Linked DNA regions of Mus musculus: region 1 is linked to region 2. The links are chromatin contacts, called in public Hi-C maps. All regions are on one chromosome and are shown on one strand. The core of a region is the stretch at or near the end of the contact, and the rest is flanking DNA. Distances in the headings are between cores, read along the strand shown.

The links. A called contact is a pair of places that touch in the nucleus more often than the background predicts.
Region 1: a Hi-C map of cortical neurons shows a contact between it and region 2, with 2.4 times the contacts expected there. The contact joins two enhancer-like sites. A contact is called at or near these places in 5 of 484 Hi-C or Micro-C datasets (CD4 T cells, bone marrow-derived macrophages and cortical neurons), 3 of 115 datasets of contacts at active chromatin or transcription factors (bone marrow-derived macrophages, embryonic hindbrain and microglia) and 3 of 9 other capture datasets (adipose tissue, liver and pancreatic islet).

Annotation. Positions count from the first base shown.
Region 1 is chr16:90,048,607-90,055,465 of GRCm38.p6, reverse strand. It overlaps a transcript of Tiam1 not described here. Among named protein-coding and RNA genes, the nearest start is that of Gm10789, 90 kb to the left of the region's middle. Within about 2 kb of position 2,400, at least 33 of the 459 cell types and tissues checked have an H3K27ac peak or open chromatin away from gene starts, as enhancers often do. A contact at or near this core is called in cortical neurons, where this site is marked.
Region 2 is chr16:89,940,737-89,947,152 of GRCm38.p6, reverse strand. All of the region lies in intron 2 of Tiam1 (T cell lymphoma invasion and metastasis 1), which reads left to right. Among named protein-coding and RNA genes, the nearest start is that of Tiam1, 17 kb to the left of the region's middle. Within about 2 kb of position 2,927, at least 43 of the 459 cell types and tissues checked have an H3K27ac peak or open chromatin away from gene starts, as enhancers often do. A contact at or near this core is called in cortical neurons, where this site is marked.

The sequences.
Region 1 (6,859 bases), core at 1,151-3,650, 110 kb before region 2:
ACATGCTCTTAACCACTCAGCCATCTGTCTGTCTCCCTCGCCCCCCCCCAAAACAAAACAAAACAAAACAAAAACAAAAACTGTTTTAAAACAGTGACGGAAGGGAAAATAAGGGCAAGAGACATGCCTTACTTAACCTGCATGGGCCTCAAGGTAGAGAAGAGGAGATGCAGGAACGATGCTGTCTGGGGTAAGTGGGAGGGGAGGGGTTCTCTGGGTGAAGGATACCTAGATAAAGCTTGGCTTCTTAGGTTCTTGTTTGGACTCTGACTTGATAAGGGGAGGGGAGGCTGTTGAAAGAGAGAGGTGATCAGCCATGTGTAAAAATTGGGGGTATCATGGGGTTTGGGGTGGGCCTTTAAGAGTTCTGGGATAATGTTTGTGAAAAAGATTCTCTCATAGCCCTACCCACTGACTCGTTTGCAGATGGCACGGTAGGAGGCTTGAGATGGTCTTCTGGGTGACAGCCCAGGGGGAGAGGGCACAGGGGAACACCTGGTAGACCTGTGACTGTGGGCGCTTGTTAATGGTGTGCTCATTATGCACACCTTCCCAAGGAACTGGGCGTGGTGGTGCACAACCGCGATCCCTGTACCGCACACTGTGAAGCTGGAAGGTTTGTGAGATTAAAACTAGCCTGGGCTGCAGAGAGCAAAACTCTTGTCTCAACAAATGGAAAACCGGGACATTTTCAGGCTTTTTTTTAAGGCTGAACGTTGATCTTCCAGAATAGTCTATGGTTACCTTTGCAGTTTAAGCAGCAGCAAGAGGAGTTGGCCAATGTCATACAAGACACTCTTCCAAGTCTAGCAGATGCCTCTCTGTTTCCCCGAACAAGCCCCTTTGGCCTGGTGACACCCTCAGTAGAGTTTTCTCCAGAGCATGGCCTCTGCTTTATAGCCTGGTCTTTTCCTTTGGGTCAGGTTGCAGGTCTATCCTCAGCTGTGGCTCTTCCGTGCCTCCGAGGTCGCTCCTCTCTCTGAATTCCAGGTGCTGGGCCACTTAGACTGGAGTCCCCAAGGTCACAAGAATTGGATTATTCAGCCATGTGTAGACTTGGCTAACTTCTGTATGCATCAACTATTGCACATATATTTATAAATATATATTAAAATTCAGAACTTAAAAATTTATGATAAGATGGTGTGCTAAATCTGAAGCGTATCATTGTGACCTCAGTCACCAAGCACGCCTCTGCCTGTGTCAGCTGTGTCTGAGGCTAGGTCCCCAGGCGGGAGCAGGACAGATGGATGGCCAGCATCACATTGGAGGTGGCCCGGTCGACTGGCTACACCTGCCGTTCCAGACTGATTTATTTTTACCCCCCAGCTACAAATCACTACTGCAATGGCCCGTCCTAGCATAGAGTCTCTGAGCCGCCGCCATTCTGTTTTCCCTCCGACTCCCTCATTCGACTGCGTAGTTAAATTGACTTCTGGGTAACTGAGATATTGTTTATTAATGTCTGAGGTCTATAGGGACTGCAGTGATGGACATTTAAAGAGGGAAGAGTCTCCCTGGCTCCTCTGTGGGTCAGTGTTGGTTTTCTTTAGAAACACTCACATTTAACTCTGCTGGACATTGAGACAAAGGCCTTGCAGATGCTAGGAAAGCTTCGAGTGCATGCGCACGCTCGCGTGTTTAAGTTTTGAGATAGTCTCATGAGGTAGCCCAGGCTAGCTTTGAGCTTACTCAACCCAGGCAAGCTCTCAACCCTGTGACCTGGCTTATCTCCCCAAATATCTGAGATGGAGGCCTGTGCCTCCAGGCCTGCCTCGGTCTTGCCAGGACCCTCTGTGCTTGTTCTGCTGTGGAAAAGTTTATGTTGGGGGCGAGGCAGGTGTGGAGGGAGAAAAAGCTGTAGGAGCGGCTGTGACCGAGGACCTGCTTCCTGCAGGAAGCCAGGGGGACATTTTCAGGAAGTGCCTTGGACCTGGTTTCTTTTGGGTCAGAAGAGCGAGATACTGTGGGTAATGGAGTAGATTTGGGATTGGGTGGGGGAGTTGTCTTGAAACAAAGGGACGTGTGGGTATCCCAGTTATGCCTAGATACACGAAGTATCATGTATGGCCCAGGGAGGAGCGATGTCGAGTCTGCACTGTCTCATGGACACCAGCGAGCAGCCGTGCTCACCGAAGCAAGGCAGTCAGCTTCCCAACTGCACACTGTTCATGAGCAGCTGCAACCATCCTCCATCATGGACCATCCTGTTGCCCTCGTGACTGCTCTGCCGCTGTCACTAACTGCAGGAGACCCACACAAGCCGGGGCCCACCAATGTTCCCCTGTGGAAGGGATATAGGCTGTTAGTGCCTGCTGAGGAGGCTTCTAAGGCTCCTCCTTCCCAACCAAGCCAATGGTTGCTAGGGGAGGGCTTGTAAGGGTTGCTAGGGGAGGGCTTGTAAGGCGCATCCCTTCTAGAGGCTTTATTCCGCCCCCTTCAGGATCTGTGCTATTAGTGGGTTTGGGGAGAGCTGGTTTCTTCAGTGGTGTCCCTGCTTGTAAGTCGGCCACCTCCCTGTAAGGAACCTTATTAAATTCATTTGTCCACCAGAATTGGGGAGACCACTTGTTTGGTCGGCCACCACCCTGTTGTCTGTGGTGAGTTTTATTTATCTTTCTAGGAAAAGTTCACAGTCCAGGAAAGAAGGGGCAAGGCCGGGGACCAGGCTGGCTGTCCAGCGAAGACTTCCGTGTCCCTAGCTTCCTGACTCCTGAGCCTGCCAGACGCTTGCCTTTCTGCCTGGTTTGATTATGTCTGGCTGTGAAATGTTTGCATCAGTGTGGCGACTGTAAGGATTGCTCCCGTCCATCGTGAATCACCTCACTCCAAACTTAGCTCTGCTCAAGAAGAGGGAGTTGCAGCCATCTGCAGGCAGTGGGAACAGCCAGCATTTTCAGTGAAAAGAGCTACTGTGTTTCGAGCACCCGTGTGTGCCTGGCTTTGGGATGCTTCTCTTACGTCTGTCAGAGTTAAGTTTTATGAACTTGACGCAGTCCTAGACAGACCTGGGAAGATGGGATCACAGCTGAGGGACTAACTGCCTTTGTCAGATTGGCCTGCAGGCCTGGCTGTGGCTTTTTTTTTTTTTTTTTTTTTGATTGCTTATTGATGAGGAGTGGCCCAGCTCACTGTATGCAGTGCCCCGCCCCCTCCCCCTGGGCTGGTGGGTCTGGGCTATCTATGAAAGGTAATTGAGCAAGCCAGGGGGAACAAATCGGTAAACAGTGTTCCTCCATGGTCTCTGGGTCAGTTCCTGCCTCAGCTCCCCTTGATAAGAGAGTGTAACCTGTAAGCCAAATAAAGACCCTTTGTCCTTCAAATTTCTGTTTCATCACCGCAGTGCAAATAAGACTACTTTGGCACCATGGCGTCATTTAGTCCTCAGATCTGTCCTAGTTACTGTAATAGTACTTGGATTATATGTGCTACTTCCAGTAGGGATACGGGGACAGCAGGGTGGGCATGGAGAAGCACTTAAAATGTGGAGGCCAGGGGATTCAGGTTGGTAGAATGGACTCTGACCCCACTACTCAGAATTTTCGGACTTGTCAGCCTGTCTGATAGAGCTCATCTGTGCTCTCGAAGACCTTCCATCTCTGATGTGGCGCTGTGAGCGACAGAGGCTTGTGGCTGTGGGTCTGTGTGGGGCCAGGGGTGCATGCTACAGGACATCCCTGTGACCGGCTCTTTTCTTTGGCCTTTTCCCAGAGGTACTGCTAACCAGGACTCATCTTAGCCAGTGTGGATGCTGTAGGTGTGGCTGGTGTGTCTCACGTGTTTGCACTGGGAACTCTTAGACACTTAGTGCTGTGGTGTGTATACTTGCCTGGCCAGTGGATGCCCAGATGTTTGACCAACCTTACTCTGGATATTCTCCAAGAATGTTTCTGGATAAGATTTAACAGAGGGGAGAGCGTTGGTAGATTGCCCTCCCTAGTGTGGAGGGCTCATGCAGTCAGTTGGAGGCCTGAACACAGTGGCTGACACCCCCATGGTATGGACAGTGTCTCCTGCTTGACTATCTTTGGATCTGGCCTGTCGTTTTCTCACTTGCCTTTGGCCTTGGGCTAGAATTAGTATTGCTCTCTGGGTCTGCAGCTTGCCCATTGCAGATCTACAGGCATGTCAGACCACATAGTATCATAAACTAACTCCTCGTAATAAGTTTCTTTATCTGTGTGTGCCTGTGCTGTGTGGGTGTGTTTGCATGTCAGTGGTAGGTCCTATTCCTCCTGACGACCCTGATAGTGCCCACACTGGGTGACCATCTATCTACTCTTTGCTCTGGCCGGCTACTATCTGACCAGTGCAGGACTTTCCATTGGCTTTTACTGGTCAGGCGACCATGAGCGACCGTGAGCTCACATTGTATCCTCACATTCCTCTCTTGTTCAATGATGTTAGGAAGATTTCTTAGAATTTCTCTACTTCCTTTTTTTCTCTTTTCTCCCTCCCCTGGCTTTTCTCCTTCTGTTCAGATACAAAGTTATTAATCATAGCTCATCAATGGAAGAATAGGAATGAAGGAGGAACATCTCTGTGGATGGAGTATGCGTTGTGCTAGCATGAAGTCCTGAATCTAGCACCCTCCCCCCCCCCCCCCCCCCGTGTCCATAGAGAAAGCCAGGTGTGGAGGACATGCTCCCCAGCCTGGGGGGCTGATGCAGGAGGTGCCAGGGGAGGGGGACTTCCTACTGGTCAGTCTAGCTGATTTGGTAAGCTGAGTTTTGGAGAGCAACCATGTCTCAAAATGACAATATTACAAGCCAATAGAGGGAGACAGGTAGTTCAGCCTCTACCCTTTGCACATGCATGCACAGGTGCACACATGCTAATATACTCATAATGTAATATGTCCACATCCCCACCCCCACCCCTGCACACACACTCATAAAATGGAAAGGTCACATTGATATCCCATTTTAGCAAAATGGCTGCCACTCTCACAACCCATATCAAAATCTCTAGCCACAGGATTTTCTTACAATTAAATTTTTTTTTCTTTAACCAACTGCTTTATAAGCTTAAAAAGAGAAAGAGAACATATTTTTTAACATCACTGCCTCTCCCTATAACTTCCTTCTAGATCAGTGGGAAAACTCTGCCAATTAAGGTCAAAGTCTACCCCTGACCAGATAGCCTTCTGGGCTCAGTGTGGAATGGAGGACTCCCTTTGTTTCTCCTTCTCTGACCTTGTCCAAGGAGTTCTAAGACCCCGTACTCGCCTCTACCTGAGGAATGTCACGCAGCCTCAATTAGTTTATAGGATCAATTTCCTTTCTCCTGACAAAACCTGTTCATTGAGCACCTGAGATTCCTGGAGTGCTTTCTCATGCTGTGAGGCATTCCAGGTACCCTAAGCCCCCAGCCAATGACCTTTGCCCATCCTGGATGTCCCTACCCTCGGTCCCCCAAAACTTTATAAGCCTTCAGTCATCGTAAGTCAAGTTGATCACCTACTGACAATTGGTCCCAGTGTGGTCATTCACTGTACAGACTCTGAACCCCATGGTCAAAGTCTCTGTTCCCACTGCCCTCGTGGGCCGAATCGGCCGATGATCCATGAGAGCAGGGAGACCCACGACATCGTTACTTGTTCTGATGATATTGCACAGCACATTTTGTCTTAACGAGGTTTTCGTGGGCTGTCTCAGGTGGCTCGGTCACTGCAGTTAGGCCTGCCACTGTGACAAAGGTCTTCCCTGTCTGGCTTCTCATTTTGGTGAATGGTTACCTCCCAGCGTTAGTTGGGGACAAATCCTAGGCTATACTGAATTTTACCTGTTGTTTTTATTCTGTTCCTGTGCATCTAAGCTGAAGTTGAATTTGTAAGTTAGGCACAGTAAGGATTTAACTTGAGATCCGAGCAACTTCGGCGTGTGAACTTTTTTCTTTCCGTACTCGACACCTTCCCTCCGTTCACTCAGAGGAAGTGTTTCATACCTCATATGTTAGGAGCATCTGAATCACTAGCATCTCTCTGCTCTGGGACCACTGGAAGTAGGGTAGAGGTCAGCAGAGTCTCTCCTCTGTGATACTGGGACAGTTGCTGAGATACCTGAGGAAGACTCTTAAGTGACCCCCGGGTGGGTAGCATACAGCGTGTAGACTCTCCGAGCAAAGGGATGATTCATATCCTGTGTGCGACACAGCAGGACACGGTCACAGGCATGGATCCCGTGAAGGCACTCAGAAAGACGCATACCGCTTATTGCTGGAACTTTCCATTTAGTGTGCTTGAAGTGGAATTAATTATAGGTTTATGGAAACATGGAAGACCAAAATTCAGTCTGTGAGAGGATTCCTGTGCGTCTTTCTTACTGTCTTTGCCTTCTCCGTTCCTTTCTATTCACATTTAGTCATTGCACGGTTTTCCCTCAGTAATGTCCATAAATACTACTTTTGCTTACTTAGTTCATGATAAAATGATGAAGGCGAGGTTTCATTTAGAGGCTCCGTGACTTCCCTGGAAGAGACCCCTAGCGCATCTGAGCACGGGACAGATGGGATTATATTATGCTTGCTACTTAGGCCCGGAGTGGATGTCTGGATCCCAAGGCACATTTAGCCAAAACTTATCTGACATCGCCAGAAAGCAGGCAGGTTTTATTTATTTATTTTTTTTTAGCTACAGGAATTTCAGTGAATGTGGGGTTAAACAACCACGGCAAAAACCATGAAATCAACCTGAAGTAAACCCAGGCCCCAAATGCAAGCAATGAAGCCCTCTTCGCCCTTTTTTCTCTCGACTGCATTTATTGCTCTGAGGCAGAGAGGCCTGGCTATTAGAATCTAGCGGATACATTCTAACTCAGGAAGTAATGGAAGGTGGTCTTAAATTGGTCCTTAGATTTTA
Region 2 (6,416 bases), core at 1,678-4,177:
TTTGAAGTGCTTGGGTAAAGGCATCATGTATTCATCTGTGTGTAAAACTAAAACCAGACTCATTGCCAAGTTTAATTTGTCAAGTGTTCTTAGAAAGAGGCAGCTCTCTAGAGAGTGTGAAGCTCATTTTGAAGCGCAGTGAGATCGTTCCTTGCATTTCTCTCTTTGTGCATGCTTCCCGTACCAAACACTCTGCAAAACCACCCCGTGCATGCGGTTCACGGCGGCTTTACTTAGAATTGCCCAAACTGGGAGGAGACCAGGATGTCTTTCTGTAGGTGGGCGCCTACTCCATATGATAGAGTATTATACAGTGCTAAAAAAAATGAGCAAGCCATGAAAAGACGTAGAAGAACCTTAGCTTCGGCTGTTAGGGACTGGGGAGCTGGGGGGGATGGATGGAGAGCTGGGGGATGGAGAGTTGATTGGGTAGTCTGGTAAATTCATGAAATGTGTTCTGCTCAACCCTGAAAATGTGCAGCTTCCAGAGTAATGAAGTCAGGGAAGGATTTGTGGTAACAATGATGTGGCACGTGGGTTCTTCCGTTTTACAGATGCCTTTCCTTAGTGGGTTATGTGGACAGAAGGGGAGGAGTCAGTTCTTAGAAAACAGAAAGTCTATGAAAAAAAAAATCTGTTCTTTGGCTACAAACCTAAAACAATCTATATAATAAAAATTTAAGGGCTGGCAGGATGGCTCAGTGGGTAAGAGCACTGACTGCTCTTCTGGAGGTCCTGAGTTCAAATCCCAGCAGCCACATGGTGGCTCACGACCATCTGTAATGGGATCCGATGCACTCTTCTAGTGTGTGTTTGAAGATAGCTGCAGTGTACTCGTATAATAAATAAATAAATAAACCAATCAATCAGTCAATCATTTGAAAAACAAGAAAAAAAAAAAAAAGAATTGTTTTTGTACCCCCAGAGTCGGGATATTTTGGTACCTTCTGTGTTAGCCAGACCTTCTGGGTTTGGGGGCGGTTAGAGTTGGTAGGGCTCTGATAGTGATTGAAAGTTCTGGAAACCTGTTCAGAGCTTTCCCTGGTCTTTGTGCCTTTTCAGGAGGAGTTTCCAGGGTCTATGTGCATAGGGCTCATGAGCATAGAACTGGGCCAGTGTGAAGATCTTCCTGCACCGCTCACTGGGAGGGCTTGTCCTTTACCGTCTGAAGCCAGCCTCCTGGTCCTCTGTGTTTACCACAGGCTTCATTCGTGTCACGCTCCAGTTCCAGACAGTGGAGATTCAGTGGGGAACAAGACTGGGAGGAATCTCTCTGCCCTCTTGTACCTGCATTGTGGTGAAGGAAGAGAGCATCCGCGCCATATGGGAGGTGACTGTGACCATGGAGATCAGAGAAGCAAGGGTTTGGAATAGAAGGGTTACACAGAGAGGACTCTTGTGGCGACACTATCAAGATGACCAGGGGCAGGGCATTGAGTTCTTCTGGTAATAAGAGGCCAGAGCGCTGGGCCTGTTATTTTCAGGGATTTTCATGGAGATCCCTGAGGCTTGGGCTCAAGGAAGAAAGTTGGGTGTGGTGTAATAGAGGCCTTTTGAGGGCTCTGGTCTAAGGGAGTCCAACCCGATTCAAGTGTTAATAGGCTCCGGAGTTGAGGGTAGACCAAGCAACTTCCTCGTTTGGACCACTGCTCCCAGCCGTCCATGTCTCTGAGCACTGATTACATTTTGTTATTGCGCACAGAACCAGATCCTCCGGTGCCATTGGGTCTGTGTTAATAAAGTTTAAGCTTCTCCAGGCATAAGCCCCTGTCTTTATAGTTGGTAAGAAAAGGGCTTTCATCATTTGAGGGGAGTTAGTTGAGGAATTCTGTAAGGAGTTCAAGGATGGATGAAAAATGCTTGAAGATAATCCACAGCTCTCTGAAGCCCAGTGTCCCTGTACCTTCCGATTGGCGAGCCGTCCCCTCCACCCTCGTCCGCCTCGCCCCTTCCAGCTCCAGGCGTGCAGCTGATCCTTCTCCACTGCACACGTCTCTTTCTGATTCTGGCAGCCGACTGGAAAGTTAACCTTCTCTCAGGAGCCTCATCTGAAATCACAGCCTGAAAACATGTGGTAGATGTCGGATGCCTTCAGAAATACAAACCTGGGGCTTTTTGGCATCTGACCTGGCTCGTCTGTTTTAAGTGGTGTGTAGTAAACTTGTCCGCAGATGTTAGTGGACCGGTCTGCTTTGAACAAAATAATAATAACGTTCACATCTGGCCCCCCTTTCATCTAGTGATCTTAAAACCCCAAGTGCGTCTTAATTGCCGGAAGGTAAGAAGGGCTAGAGGAAAATCACTGTAATAACGGCAGCAGAGACCATGGGGGGACGGCCTTTGGGGCCAGCAGAGTGACAATGACAAGCATTCTGCACCCCACCTTGCCTTTCATCTGGCCATAGAGGTTCTCTGCAAGTGTTGCCTGGTGAGAATGCCTTAGCAGACAGGTGCAGAGTGCCCTCTCACCCCAGCTTGTTAGCACTGTCCCCTCAGATGGCTTCTTCTGTTTTCTGCTTCCTCTGCGACCTCATGGGGAGTTCTGTGGCGAGGACTGGGGATGATGCCATGGCTAGTGAGGAAATTTGGTTTTCTTTCCAATCCTTTTGGTTTGATATTCAGGTAGGTAGGCAGCGCCTTTGAAATATCAGCTGCCGGTCCAGCTGCTAATAAGTGATTTTTAGTTAGTAGCCTGAGGCCTCCCTTGTACCCAGATGCCCTCCCTCCGGAACGCATCCCCTGTAAGTCGGGATAATAGAACAAGCTGGAGAGAGCCATTCCTTTCCCACAAAGGAGGCACGGGGCTTTGTCCATCAGCAGAGTCAAGCAGCACAAAAGCCATTGGGAAGTGGACCAGTCCTGTCCTGTCGTTAGCTGTGGGAAGTCCAGCTGTGGGCTGGTGGGAGGGGAGCTGGGCTCTTCCCTTTGAGATCAAGGGCTGCTGCCTGACAAGTGGAGAAAAGCACTTGGCAGGGAGTGAAGCGTATGCACACAGCTCAGAGGAGTGGGATGCTTGGGTTTTTAAACAGAAAACCTTTAGCTCCATTTACAGAACTCCCTAGCAGCTGTAGCAAGTGTGCTGTTGGTTTCACAACATAATATTCCCCTTCTTGACGGTGGTGTGTGGAAGCAAGCTACAGGAAGTATTGGAAAGGCAGGCTCTTCAGTGCTCCGGCGGATTCCTGTTTATTCTCAGTCTTCAGGGCACTAAAGGCAGACATGTATCTGTTAGCATAGGTACACGGTGGGTGAATGCTTGTTATTTTGGTTGGAGGTCCCTCCGGGACACAAGCACACTCTGTGACAAGACTGTTCTCTGAGTGTTATTGTCACATTGGTGTATTGCTCATCCCAATTTCCTTGTGCTGTGGGGGCCTCTGTTGGTGGGTTAAATAAATTAGAATGTCCCTTAAATAAATCTAGAGCAAGCCTAGAAATCTAGTCTTTGGGTAGTGAAATAAGTAGTCCCCTCCTTGCCCTGTGTTTTCTTCTCGAGCAGTCCCTTTGCTCCGGTCGATGTGGGGGAGGGGGCGAGGATGGACACTGTTGGGGACCGACTCAGAAGGTCAGGCACAGTGACAACGTGCCTTCACCAGCAGTGAGCCATCTCTAGCCTCGAGCCGGTGTTTATGCAGTACAGCTCACTTTAAAAATTCTCTCGTGGAGTGTTTGAGGGACACAGAAAAACACAGGGCGCCTCGAAATTTCAGAGGACAGAGTCTGCTGGAGGCCCAGATGCAGGCCCAAGGGCCCCTATGGAACGCGGTTTGTCCCATCTCTTTTTGCAGTTCTTTTTTGTAATCCCCGTCTCTCAGCAGTGACCCTCCGAGGTCACTTTCTATTCACAGTTCTCTATGGGATGAGGCCCCGTGAGGACGAAGGCACTGTCATCCCTTGTCACTGCACATCAGGGGTGATCCTGCTGAGCCCCGACTCCGTGTACCCCCAGTGTCATTTCCTGGCTCCTTATTATTTCAGAGACTCTTCAACTCCAGCATCCTTGGTGGAGGACACTCTTTAAAACCGTCTTGACTAATATTTTTTGACTACACTTAGAAGTATAAAGTAAACAGTATGCTGAACTATTTTTTTTTTTTTGGCATGGTAAAATATGCCCAACATAAAATTAGCCATTTTAAATGAGTGGCTGTGCAGTTATTAGCACAGCTTTCACCATCCCAGACAGAATTGTTTCGTTGGGCAATCCTATCCCACTTCTTATCCTCCACCCAACCTGCCCCAGGCCCTGCGAACCTCCGTCTTACATTGACTTTGCGAGCTTACTATAGTGGAAGCTGTGCGTGTCCTATTTCACTTAACACCCTGCCTCCAAGGCCCATCCATACCGTGGCATGGCTCAGAGACCTTGGTAGAATCACATTTTCTAATATGTCGAGATTTTGCTTTCTTTATCTGTGTCCACTTCCTGGCTGCTGTGAACACCAAGGCCAAACTGTCAAGAAGGACTAAAGACAGTCCTGTTATAAAATGGGTCGTGCACTTGAGTTTTCATTTCCCCAGAGGGCATACATACATACCTGTGGCCGAATAAGCATGCCCCATGACGGAAAATACACCCTATATCATGAACGATTTAAAAAGTGCCAGTCAAAATGACAGTGAGATACTATTCATAATCACTACAGTGGTGGCTTTTCCCTCACCATATAACTCTGCCTGAATTCCCACCCTGCTTCCCGGAGAAAGAATCTCAGTCTGTAGATCTGCCTGGCCTGGAACTCACAGAGACCCGTCTGTGTAACCTCCCAGGTTACAGGATTAAGGCCGTGCACTGCCATGCCTGGCTACATGGTAAATCTCTATGGATACTGTGTCACTATGATAGCGATGCGTGTGGAGTCAGAGGGCAACCTTGTGGGCTCAGTTCCCTCCCCCCACCTTCGCATGGTCCTGGGGCTGAGTGAACTTAGCTTAGATTGTTTGCCAGCACTGTGCCAAACAATCCATCCTGCCAGCCTGGTGTGCATGCGTGTGCTCATGTGTGTGTGTGTATTTTTGTTTCTAAACTGGAAAGTAACAAGTGTTGTTACGGGAGTGGGGAAGCTGGAACCCATGTGTACTTTGGTAAGACTGTAAGAGGGCAGTTACTCGGCAAAAGTTTGGTAGCTTCTCAGAATGGAGAACCCAGGGCCACCACACAGCACAACCTATACCCATGGAAGCGCTCCCCAAAGAGCGGAGAACAGGGATCCCAGTACATACTTGTAAATCAGTTGATTGCCTTCTGAACATGTGCTTTCGTTATTTATCAATCCCTTCTGTACAAGGGAAATATGTGTTGCCATCCAGGCATATAACCTCTCACAAACAAATGCTGTGGTCCACGTGTGCTGGTGTGAGGCTGCAGAGCCAACGGTAGAAAAGAACAAACAAATCATAAACAGAGTAGCTAAGGAACAGACAAAGCATAAACAAAGGTCCCACGATTGCTGTGTTTAGACTCTTAACCGGACCCATCAAGATACAGATCCCACACTCCTCCCTCCCCTGTATTCATCTGGAGCCTACTTCCTTGTCCTAGCCCAATGTCAAATTCTTGCCAATATCCCAGAATGCGGCACCAAGAGCTTTCCTCAGTGTTGTGGATTTTAAAGATGTTTTTATGATTATTTATGAGGGGGGGGCGCATACTCACGGAGTAAAGCCCCTTTTCCCCCCTAGTCAGGGTGGGCAGATCTCCCTTTAATGGTATTGCTTTCAATGATCCTCTAGAAAAGCCCACAAGAGAGCGACAGGGAAACCCTGGTGCTTTTGATCTTTGGTATAGCAGCAAGAACAACATCTATGACCTCGAGGGGATGTGGCACCAGGAGCTGTCGTTTCCATATTGAGCTGCAGTGTTCTTGGTGCTTACTGTCGAACGGGTTTTGGAGGTGCTCATTCGTGGCTGCCAGCTGTTAAAGGCATTTTGTTATTTTTGAAATTGAGGTTTGTCATGGAAGTTGGGGGCCAGAGTCTTAAAATAGTTTGTCAGACCACATGAACAGAAACAGGACTTGGGCCGTCTTCTGGGATTCCCTTGTTCAAGGGCTGTCTTTTGTATAATAACGAGCACATCTTTGTATTTCACGGTGTTAGAGTTTTGATGTTAAAGTTTGCTGTTTTGAGCTGGAGAGACGGCTCAGTTGCTCTCCCCTTAGGACCCTCGCTCTGTATTCCTCATACACCTTGAGCAGCTCACAGCCTGCTGCAACGCCAGCTCCAGGGGATCTAGCGCCCTCTTCTGGCCTCTGTGGGTCTCTGCACTCAAGCAGTGTGCACACAATAAAATAGACCATAGTAGAACATGCCTTTAATCACAGTGCTTGAGGGGGCAGGTGAACATGGGTGACTGTGAGTTTTGAGGGCAATCCGGTCTGCACAGAGTTCCAGGCCAGCCAATTAGTCAATCAATC